2 separate regions of the Mus musculus genome follow, and region 1 is linked to region 2. A link is a contact called in public HiChIP or PLAC-seq data. All regions are on one chromosome and are shown on one strand. Each heading gives the region's core, a stretch centred on a gene start, on an enhancer-like site or on the middle of the called end of the contact. The rest is flanking DNA. Distances are from core to core; before and after follow the strand shown.

Evidence for each region. HiChIP or PLAC-seq counts read pairs in DNA pulled down with a chosen protein or histone mark.
Region 1: an H3K27ac HiChIP or PLAC-seq map of embryonic stem cells shows a contact between it and region 2, with 2.2 times the contacts expected there. The contact joins two enhancer-like sites. A contact is called at or near these places in 2 of 115 datasets of contacts at active chromatin or transcription factors (embryonic stem cells and pancreatic cancer cells) and 1 of 9 other capture datasets (embryonic stem cells).

What each region holds. Positions count from the first base shown.
Region 1 is chr1:153,169,210-153,175,026 of GRCm38.p6, reverse strand. All of the region lies in intron 2 of Lamc2 (laminin, gamma 2), which reads left to right. Among named protein-coding and RNA genes, the nearest start is that of Lamc2, 14 kb to the left of the region's middle. Within about 2 kb of position 2,381, at least 83 of the 459 cell types and tissues checked have an H3K27ac peak or open chromatin away from gene starts, as enhancers often do. A contact at or near this core is called in embryonic stem cells, where this site is marked.
Region 2 is chr1:152,829,842-152,835,465 of GRCm38.p6, reverse strand. Ncf2 (neutrophil cytosolic factor 2) reads right to left here. Exons shown (of 16, transcript NM_010877.5): 9 at 4,973-5,114; 10 at 4,705-4,773; 11 at 3,777-3,852; 12 at 2,121-2,143; 13 at 1,538-1,689; 14 at 1,286-1,397; 15 at 262-439. Among named protein-coding and RNA genes, the nearest start is that of Ncf2, 33 kb to the right of the region's middle. Within about 2 kb of position 3,000, at least 60 of the 459 cell types and tissues checked have an H3K27ac peak or open chromatin away from gene starts, as enhancers often do. A contact at or near this core is called in embryonic stem cells, where this site is marked.

The sequences.
Region 1 (5,817 bases), core at 1,132-3,631, 340 kb before region 2:
TAGTCCTGCTTACAAGGCAGGCTGCCCCATCAGGGCCTGCTGAGCTCATGCCATCCGTCACCCCTGCCTGCCCCACCTTCACACAGCCCTTGGCCTGTTGCCCATCCGTGGCTGCTGTCTCACAGGCCAGGGAGAATGGTAAGCCTGGGAGAGAGATAGTTCCTCTGGTGTTAGAGGCAACCTGCCTGAAGTTCCAGACCTTTCTTTAATTGAAAATACCTTCCTAACAATAGTTTTTTCTCATCTAATCTCGCTGTGGATGGGGTTTTTTTTTTGGGGGGGGGGGGAGGTTTGAAATATTAGCCATTTTCACGGTGAATGCCAAACAGAAACAACAACTAATGTGTATTCTATTGGGGAAATTTCTGTGTGGTTCCTGGGGTGAAACCTAGGGGTCTTCATGTGTAGACACCCTCTCACTGAGCGACATCCCCAGCCCTACATTTTGGAAAATGTCAAAGAGCATTCCTAGACTTGTAGATTTCTCTGTAGTTCTCTGTAGGTTCAGGTTTTTAATTTGACTTTTCTGTTTTTAAATTATTTGCTTTTTTAAATTTTTTATTAGATATTTTCTTCATTTACATTTCAGATGCTATCCTGAAAGCCCCCTATACCCTCCTCCCTCCCTGCTCCCCAACCCACCCACTCCCACTTCCTGGCCCTGGGGCATACAATTTTCGCAAGACCAAGGGTCTCTCCTCCCAGTGATGGCTGACTAGGCCATCTTCTGCTACATATGCAGCTAGAGACATGAGCTCCAGGGGTACTGGTTAGTTCATATTGTTGTTCCACCTATAAGGTTGCACACCCCTTTAGCTCCTTGGGTACTTTCTCTAGCTCCTCCATTGGGGGCCCTGTTGCTTTTTTTTAAAATTAGTATGTGTGTTTTATGTGTATGTGTGTGTCTGTGACTGTGTACATGACATGGTGGAGCATGTAGAGGTCGGAGGATGGCTTGTAGGAGATGTTTTTCTCTTTCCACCATGTGGATTCTGTGAATTGAGGTCACCTGCACACACATGGCATGCATAGACATACATAACACTTGTATTTTATTTTTATTTACATGTATGGATGCTTCATCTGCATGTATGTCTGTGCACCATGTGAGTACCTAGTGTCTTTTGTTCATCCCCCACCCCCACCCCAGATTTTGGTTTTGGTATAAGTGGATTCCCAACATTTGAAGATCCTTTCTCATCTTGGCTTAATCTTCTCTCCCATAACAATGGATCCTCTGTTGATCCAAACATGTGCTCTTGGCAGCAGTCTCCCCTACCCACTGAGCATCCCAGTCAGCCCCTGAATGGTGTTTCTTATACTCAGCCTGCCTGTATCACACCCCTCCCTCCCTTTTCTTTCATTTCTTGTTCTGCTCTCTTACTTCTCTCTGTCTATCCATTCCATATATCTTAGCAACGACAGTGACAAACAGTGAAGTGGGTACCACTGGAAGGGACAAGAGAGAAACTCTAGACATGAACTGGATAATGCCCACAGATGTGCTATATATGGAAGTGGTGAGTTCTGTGGTCATGTGGTGAGGATTGCTTCCAGCAGGGAGAGAGAAGCCACTGCAGGTCATACTCTGATTTATGTTTTTTCGGGCACCCAGCCAGTTCTGTGGAAATGGCAAATCTGAAGGCCAGAGGCAGCGAAGAGCTCAGGGTTCCAGAATTCATGCAAGGATCTAGGTGTTGAGACCCAGGGAACAAGAGAAAGAGAGTTACAGGAGGAGCTGACATGGGCCAAAATACACAGGGTGTTTGTTGTTGTTGTTGTTTCAGGAATGTGTATATTTTCATTTTGGTATTCCGTTTAAGCCACTAACAAGCACAGTGACTTCACACACTATACCCTGGTGAAAAGCTGAGTGTATATATTATTGGTTTTTGTGGGTTTTGTTATCTGTTGTGTGTTTGGGAGAGATTCGATTATGTAGCCCAGGCTCACCTCTAACTCAGAGCAGTCCTCCTGCTTCAGCGTCCTGATTGTTGGAATTACAGGTCTGAGCCCACACCTGGCTCAGAGCTTGCTTCTAAGTTTCACACAATAGAGAGGCTCATTGTAGCTTCGATGAACGGAGGTATGCCATGTTGGTACGATTTCTGGTAGCTGCTTGCTCCAGAAGGTGATATTTTCTCCTGGGAAGTTTAAAAAGAGCACTGGATGAATCTGTGCCCACCCAGAGTACAGCCCTAGGAAACATTTTCTGTTTCCTTTCATTCTCCTAAGTCTAAGGCTTGGAACCAGCCTTTGCCCCTTAACTTCCTGTCCTGACTTGCCAGAGACCACGTTTAGTGAGGGGTGGGAGTTCTGGGAAGAGCCTAGAGGAATTCCAGGCTCCAGGCTCCATTGTTAAAGAGGCTTCCAGCTCCTTTGATCTGCTCTCCCGAAGAGTGTGGGTGGTGGTGGGCAGACCTGCACTGTCTGGCTGCCTGGCGGGCCTCTCCTAAGGAGCACTTTGAGGGTCAGCGACCAAGCTATTACAGTTATCACTATAATACACACTTCAGCGGCCCAGAAACAGTGCACAGCACACAGACCCAGGTACCACCCACGCTTTACTAGACGTACAGAAATATGTGGAAATCTTTGTAAACCGATTCCGGTTCAGAAGTGTTTGTTTAGGGCTGGAGGTGAACTTGATAAATTGCATTCCTTTATCTGTGGGGAGAACCTGGCTGGCTGTCAAGAGCTCGAGTGAGGGGACAGAGAAGCAGATGAAATCTGAAGAGATTTTTGCAGCCTGGAAAGGGTGTGGCATGAATGATAGGCAAAGAAATAATGACCGGGATGTAGTGTGGTGACAGCCCTGGTTTAGTCCTATGTCCAGGGTTCATGTGTGCCTTCTATTTTGTGGTGTTTTTCCCCTCATCACTTTTTCTGTCTCTCTGTCTTTCTATCTCTCTCACTGTGTGTGTGACAGAGGGGAGCTGTACACGCCACAGCCCATACATGCAAGTCAGAGGACAATTTATTCGAGTCACTTCTCTCCCCGCAGTGTGGGTTCCAAGGGCTGCACTTGAGTTGTCATGCCTGGTGGCAAAATGTCTTTACCTGCTGAGCCATTTTCCCAACTCTGATTTTGTGTTTTCTCATGTAATGTTTCCTATCTATATCTATCTATGTATCTATCATCTATCTATTTATCTGTCATCTATCATATATCTATCCATCCATCTATTATCTATCTATCTATCTATCTATCTACCCACCTATCTGGTATATGCATATATATACATATACATATATTTAAATATTTAGGTTGTGTGTATGTGTTTGTATGCACATGTATGTGTGTGCTTTCGTGCATGTAGAGATCAGGTGATAATATTGTTCCTCGGAAGCCGGTTTGGATTTTTGTTTTTGTTTTGTTTTGTTTTGTTTTGAGACAATCTCTTGGTTTTTTGAGACAATCTCTCATTAACCAAAAACTCACTGATTAGGTTAGGCTACCTGACCCACAAGCCCCAGAAACCCATCTCTGCCTCCACAGTGCTAGGATGCCAGCACACCCATATTTTTAATGTGGGTTCTGAGGATAAAACTCAAGTCTTCATGCTTACATAACAAGCACTTTGCTGACTGAACCGTCTCTCTAGCCCCTGTAATAATGTCTTAATGCTGACTCCTGGACCCAGGCCTGCTCATGGGGAAATTGGAAAACATGGGTAATTCGATAAGTATTTAGTGAATATATACAATATTACATTTATTTATGCTTGCTGGTTTTTACATTCCCCGTTAATAAATATCACTATCCTAATATGCTCTCCGTGCGTTACTCGTTTATCTTGGTGATCTGCCATGGAAACCCTTTGAGGGTTGAGACATGTGTAGTTTTGTTTGTTGCTGCATCCCGGAGCCTGGAATAGCCTGGCTCACGTTAGATGCTCTGTGTATTTGTCCAGAGTGGACTGAACGGGACTGAGAGGACTGTGGGTAAATGGCCTGCCGCTGCTCACTCAAGGGCATCCAAGACTTGTCTCACTTATACTGCCATTACGTGTGTGTGTGTGTGTGTGTGTGTGTGTGTGTGTCAGGGACTCCCAACAAAAGCTGGAAGGTATATAGGTCAAAGTTAGCAAAAACAGCAACAAATTTGAAAATAAAAGTGGAAAAAATTCCAGGCATAAAATTAAACACACCTAGACATAAGGGAACAAACATATAATAATAAAAAAGACATTTTTAGAATTTCCTCTTATTTCAGAATGTATTATGGGCTTCCGTTTAGGTATGTTTCTCTAAAATACCTAAGTTGGACTAAGTTCTCTAAGTTGGACTCCCATGGAGAAGAATAGGAATGAGTGACTGCCAACTTGCATTCTTAATACACGTGCAGATACGTGAGGATAGATGCTCTTTAAATGGTAGACGCACAGGCATCCGTCTCCAGGACTGGTACTGGGACCAGGTGCTTATTCAAGGAGTTGAAATCAAAGCTCACAGAGGTCTGCAAAGGTAGCAAAGAAACTTATTGTAAAAACAAAGGTGGAGAGCATCAAGCCATGTAAGTGAAGGCACTCACGTCCTGCTTACTGTTTGGAGCTGATCTGGAGTTTCCCTTTGGAGTTCAAGAGAAGGAGGACATTGGTTAACTAGGAGATTTAGCCTAAGCAGTTTTCTATTTAGATGATAGGGTCGTATAATCATTTTTCTATTGGGTATGTCCCTTCCCGTAATGCATCTGAGTTTCATCATATGTATGCCCGGTATGCTGACATAAGATGGTGAATAAAGGGTTTTCCCTGAAAATTCACTTGAGGAAAAAGTTTTGCCTTCCTGTGCGTGCACTAAAACCCAGTTCAGGCTGGAGCAGTCGTTCCCGGTCCTCACACCTAGATGCATTGAGAATAGACGCCATATTTGAAGGGAAGCTGACTTAGCTTGATGTCTGTATCAGGAAAGACAAGCGTCGTACTATCCAGAGAAGGGTGTGCGTGTAGTCTGATGCAAGGGCAGGGCAGGGCATCTGGGTACACTGTTTGGAGATGGTTGTGGTTACACAGTGTGTACAGGTAAAGGAGCTAGGCTGCCACGTACATCATTAGGGAGAGGGGTGTCCGTGCCCAATCCAACCAGAGTCCTAGGTTACTAAGATTGTATATGTCTACTTTAATCTATGGCTAGCTTGCCTGCCTCCCTCCCTGTCTCCCTCCCTCCGTCCCTCCGTCCCTCCCTCTCTCCCTCCCTCCCTCCCTCCCTCCCTCCCTTCCTTCCTTCCTTCCTTCTTTAAAACAGAACCTCATTCTGTAGCTCAGGCTGTCCTGGAACTATATAGCCCAGGTTGGCCAAGAACTCCCGTTGACCCTCCCTCAGCTCCCCAAGTGTAGCAATTACAGGTGTGAGCCTCCACATGCAGCAATAGGATTCCTAAAATTCAAAAGAACATTCACTTATTAGTTCATTCCCAACTCCTAAACAGCTACTACGAACCAGCTTCTAGCCCTACGTGATGCCGTCCCCGGGCTTTAATTTTCCTATTTCCTGTCTTTCTAAGTAAGACGCAAAGTACAGCCCTTTACCCTTAATGCTGCTTTGTTTTGGGGGCGGAGGGGGGTGGAGAATACTTAAAAATATATTTGGGCAAACATTTAAAATGCAATAGATTTCCTACACAAATTCAGATTTCTATTTTCTTTGAAATGCATACATGGAAACCCCCGACTACAGTCGCCCTTCGCCCCGGCTGGCTGCTTGTCTCTGTCCTCAGAGAGTGACTACCACTTTTCCATTGATCCTCTGGCATAGTCAGCCTAGTGGGTGCCCTGTGGCCACCAGTGAGCTCATGGTGCTATACAGTAAGAAATG
Region 2 (5,624 bases), core at 1,751-4,250:
CCCTTCTCTCTGGAAAGTACTTGATGGGTTCTAGCAGAGACAGAATAGTTCCAGCCAGTTACATTCTGGAACAGTCAGTATGTTGTCATCATTTTGTGCCTAGTAAAGTCAAGGACAGGAGAAAGCCACGCATTTGCTTTTGCCTCCTCTTACCAAAATCTAGGAAGAGATTAGCTAAGAGTTGGTGTTTTCCTTTGTCTGCCCTTTGGTTTTGCTGATACATGCATGCCTCTGGTTCTGTGGCCTTGGGGTAGCACTTACCATGTGACAGTACCAGGATTACATCTCCTTCCACAAATTCCAGGTCTTCTGGCTGGGCAGCCTCATAACTGAAGATTGCTACCACCTGGGTCCCCTCCTTAGGCTGAGGCTCCGTAGTCTGCTTACTGGCGTCTGAGTTTTCCCTTTGTATGGGTTCATCAATAAGACCTTGGTCACCCTGAAATGGTAAAGGGCCTGTTTTTGCTCATTCATAGCCAGCAAATTTTGAAAACCACTAAAGGAAGCAATTGATGCTCAATACTTCCTTATAGGCCTAACACATTCTATGAATACTGAATGTTTGGATAAATGAAACCAAAATGTGTACAGAGCCCTATGTAGCTTTAAATTGCCTTACATAATAAACCTTACACAGACCCAGGGTAGAATAGGCATTGTTCTTTTCAGATTGGGAAATGATATTGAGCCACAAATAAATGGCAGTCTGTGGTATAAATTCAACTAGTTTTTATCATATGGGGGTGGGGGGAGCGGCAGATCAGAGGACAACTTGCACAAGTCACTTCTCTTCTACTATGTGGGTTCCGGGCTCAAGTCATCAGGCCAGACAGCAAATGGCTATTCCTACTGATCATTCTCCTGTCCTTAACTAAGCTCAGCATTGAATTCACCCCTTTTCCATAGCACAAACGCTGAAGATCTATCTCATACCTACTAAGACAGCTTTCCTAAGAGCTAGCTCTAGGTAGTTCTGATACTCTCTAAAGCTTCAGAATGACTTAAAAATATTTTGAGACAGGCTTTTGAGGAGCTCAGGGTTGCCAGGAAGTCCTGTTTCTTGTTGTAGCTTCAGGCCTGTCCTTGACCCAGTCAGTCTAGTGAAGGCAGCCGTAGGCTTGCTGTGCACTTCTGGGTCCCACTCATCCAAAGTCCTCTATAACTGCTATCTGATGCCTGCTATAACTGGATGAGCCTGTAAGCCACAATGTCCCCATCACTAAGCCAATGTGTGGCATACAGGAGATGTTAAAAATGGCCTTAGGTCCCGGCTCCCTCCACTCACCACCGTATGCTCACACCACAGAGTCAGGCAGTAGTTTTTCACTTGGCCCCAGGCATCCTTCATGCTTTCTTCGGACAGGAGCAGAAGCTCGTGGCTGTCCCGACGCCGGTAGCTGGTAGGGATGATGAGTAAGGACCAAGGCAGAAAGTATCAACACAAAAAACATCCCATAGCCAGTCCTCTGCATCAGACAAGACCCACCCCATCATCCACCCCTGCTGCATCCCCAGCTCCCGACTTCATGGGGTTTACCTCAGTTTAGTGTGTTCTGGCGAGAGCGCCAGCTTCTTAGACACCATGTTCCGAAGCTGGCTGTAGGGGAGGCCAAGCCGCGTCTCCATGACCACTGTGTATTTGTAATGCACCTTGAGCATGTAAGGCATAGGCACGCTGAGCTTCAGTTCCTGAGGCAGGAGGAAGGAAGACCACCTTAGCGGCTGAGGTTGTTGACAGCATCCTGGACCACCACAGCCTTCCACCACTTTGTGTATGGGCACCAGGAGTGCCTCAGGGAAAGGGGGGTGTTTAATAAACAGCTGGTTTTTACCAGTTAATAATAAATCTAATAAGTTAAAAAATCAGTAGACAACTGTATATTAATAAACAGCCCATTTCTGCATTCCCTGAGAGGTCTTTCAGAGGGCTCCAATCCAGCACACTGAGACAGAAGTTTCTACTGAGCTATGTGCTCAGCTAGGGGCTAGGATGACGTGTAGATGGAGAGTCAGGTAGCAACTGATTCAACCCTTTCATTGATAGTCCATATTCTAAGAGATATCTCATGCTAGACAAGCCATGCTCACCCATCTCCACTTGGAAACAAGGAAAAACTTACCTTGGGCTCTTTTTGCTTGTGACCTAAATGGAAAAGGAGATGGTAAGTGAACACTCATAGTGGCACCTGCCACCCACAGTGCCCATCTCCCTACCCTTTAACATCCAGGGTGGATCTAGAGGAGCATAGAGAGCGCAAATGTGTGAGCAGAGCTGGTGTCTGCTTCCAGGGCGCTGCAGGTAGGTAACTATGGGGACTGGCTCAAAGGCCAGCTAACCCTGGAGGATCCAAGACAGACAGAGGGAAGATGGACGTGTGATAACCCCAGGCCCCAGGCAGAAGCACCAGGAAGATGATTACCATTTCATGGCCCTGTTTTGTGTGTGTTTATGGTCTGAAATGCACACTATGTTAGCACAGCAAAGTGTGTATAAGTGAAGTCTGAGACCCTTTACTACTGAGGATGGAAGAACCTCTGTGCTGCTGATTATTCGAATCCCTTGGGAACTTTTGCTAAAATCAATCAAAGGCCTAGGAGCCTGGTACTCCAACCTTTTCAGTGTGTGTCCTCCAGACAGAAAAGGTAAGAAAAAAAACTATGAGGGACACTGGATGGGGCCACCGAGGCATTTACATGTGGAGTAGGTGATACCTATCAAGGGCAGATGTTCTGGATGAGAAGTGCACTCTGTAGGCAGAAGCCATGCTTGTTCCCAGGGGACTTCTATCCTGGTAGGCTCGATCATGGATCTCTAACTTATATTTAAGTGGCTCTCAGGGGAGGAGGGGTAGAGAAGAGTCCAAATACATGAAGTAAAATGTAAGTAGCTGACGGGTTGTTTCCATTTAAAATGTTTGTGATGCAAGGGCACACGCCCTGACATGCACGGAGGCAAGCCATGCTCCTTTGTGGTGTTGATTCTCCAGTTCCTGTTTTATGGAGGCCCTGTGAGTGCACTCAGGCCACAAGGACTGTGCAGCAAGCGTCTTTGACTGTGGAGCCACCTGGCTGGCCCAGAGCTGCTGTGTTTAAGTGAAAAGTGTTGTGGCACTCAGTGTACCCCACCTCCAACTTCTCTGTAGGTTCGCAGCTTTCCAAATAAGTATGCAGGGGAGGGCCACCAAAGCAGTCTTTGGTCATCAGGTGGTCGTGCGCAGGATGACTCTGTCATCTACTGGAGCATCTGCTGAAGCTCACCAGGAACAAAGAGTCATCATTTTCCCACCCCAGATTATGAGAAGTCCTTCTGGGAAGATCTTCCATCCACACCATCCAGTGGTCCTTTGTTCAAGCCCTGGGGGCTCTGCTCTGCAGACATGTGCAACTCAGTGGTTTGACAAGAGCTGAGGTGTGAAAATGCGCTTGCTGCAGCCTTTTTCCTCCCACCGGCTTTAGGTAGTTAGCAAAGGATCACCTGGTGACTGCTCTGATGATGGCCACTGGCGGGCCCCATTACCTGCACTCATTTCTAAGCAGGTGAGGGCAGGGCACTGCCATCATGTTTCAGGGGGATGATGGATGGTGCAAGCAAGACAGGGCTCTGGAAAAATGTAGTCATAAAGCAAGGTGCATGCTGGGTAAAACAAGGAGCATGCTAGGTAAAGCAAGGTGCATGGTATGCAAAAGAAACGAGAATTTCCTAAATGACTCTGAAAACAGCTGTCTGTTTTCATGAAGCATCTGAGAGAGAGAGCTCCTTCCTCGGGGCCACCAACCTGGTGACAACTGGAGTCTTCCTGGGGGGCTAGAATTAGGAGGTGGTGGAATATCGGATTCTGGAGAGGTATCTTCCTGGAGGTGACAAGAGGAAACAAAAAGGTCAGACAAAAGCACAAGAGGGTTTCCTTGGAAAGAAGCTAGATGCAAATGGCTTCCTAAAGTGGAACGCTATGACACAGGAAAGGAGGCTAACTCTCAGGAGCAATAAGAACCCTAACGCCCACATACAAAACCCTTTGCCATCTTTTCGACCATGCTGAAAACCCATCAGCGTCAGGTGACATGGCACGCTTCTGTCTCAGCTGCGGAGTGTACTGAGAAAGGGAAAATTCCATTTCCCATTGGCAGGACATTTTCAACTTCAAAGCACCTCAGTTCTGTGACTCAGCACACGCTGTTCTTGAGTGTGAAGAGAGACTATAGGCTGTCTGTCATCAGAGTGCCACGTAGCTAAAGATGACAGACTTCTGATCCTCCTGCCTCCACATCCCATGTGTTAGGAGCATATGGCTTCCCGTCTGATTTGTTCCGCACTGAGGATTGAGCCCAGGGCTTCATGCTATGCGAGTGCTCTCCCATTGGAGCTACATCCCCAACTCTTACTTTCCTTTTCAGTGGCACTGTACCAACCAAACAAGCTGACTCTTCTCCCTGGTGAAGAGGCGGGCTTGGGAATACCTAGCCCTAAACCGTTAGGCTTTGCTGCCTATGTCTCCCTGACCAGGAGGACTAACAGAGGTAGGCCAGTCCAGTAGAATAACTGTTGCCTCCACTCGACACAGGCTCAGCTCTGGGCATCTGATACCAGCTTGAGTGGCCCAGATCTGTTGAGTCTTCCTTCTATGACAGGGAGGCCATCCCTTTCAACTCTAGAGAGTTGTGTGAAGGGTGAGAGCAACAGGCTAGGCCTCAGCACGACAGTACCTGGGGCTGCGACTGAGGGTGAATCCGAAGCTCAACTGGCTCCAGGTAGTTGCAGGGGACAAGCCCCTTCTGCAGTGTCACATTCCAGAATCCAGAAGGGAAAACAAAGACTCATTAGTACCCAGAGCATAGAACAGCCTGCAGCCATGGGTAGAAACAGCACACAGATGATGACCTTTGGGAGTTCTGCAAATGATGCAGCAGATACTGTCTCTGTGCCCTTAGCATCTCCCCGAACCACCCACCCCACCCCACCCCACCCCCATACCTGTCCATTGAACATGACTGTGGCCCAGTTATCACTGCCCTTCTTCAAGACAAAGACGATGTTCCCAGGCATGACCTGTAGCTCTTCTGGCGTCTCCGGCACAAAGCCAAACAATACGCGGTGTGCCTCACCTTCCAGAGCCCTGAGGGGTACACAGAAGACTGAGCCCACCATTCAGCTTGGACCATATCCCCTTACTGGGGAAGCACTTGAGGCCAGAGACTTAGCTTGGCACTCACTCTAATTCCACATCTTACTGCCTACAAGACCAGTGTCGGGTGCTGCCACCCAGGACCCCGAGAAGACAAGGCGAGAACACCATGTGAGTGTGTTCTGTAGCACACAGGAGTTCCCCTTCTCCCAGGGAACACCACGATGGGATCCAAGAACCCAAAAGTTACATGCTTTTAACTCTTGTAGCCTGTGGTGTGACAGCAGGTCCAGAATAAATTCCTTTCCCTTAGCACTTGCTGGCCTGTACTTCCAGCAATCCTCCTGTCTCTGCCTCTCAAAGGTGGGGGTCAGAAATGTGAGCCTCCGCTGGGTGGTGGTGACACATGCCTTTAATCCCAGCACTCGGGAGGCAAAAGCAGAGGCAGGCAGATTTCTGAGTTCGACGCCAGCCTGGTCTACAAAGAGAGTTCCAGGACAG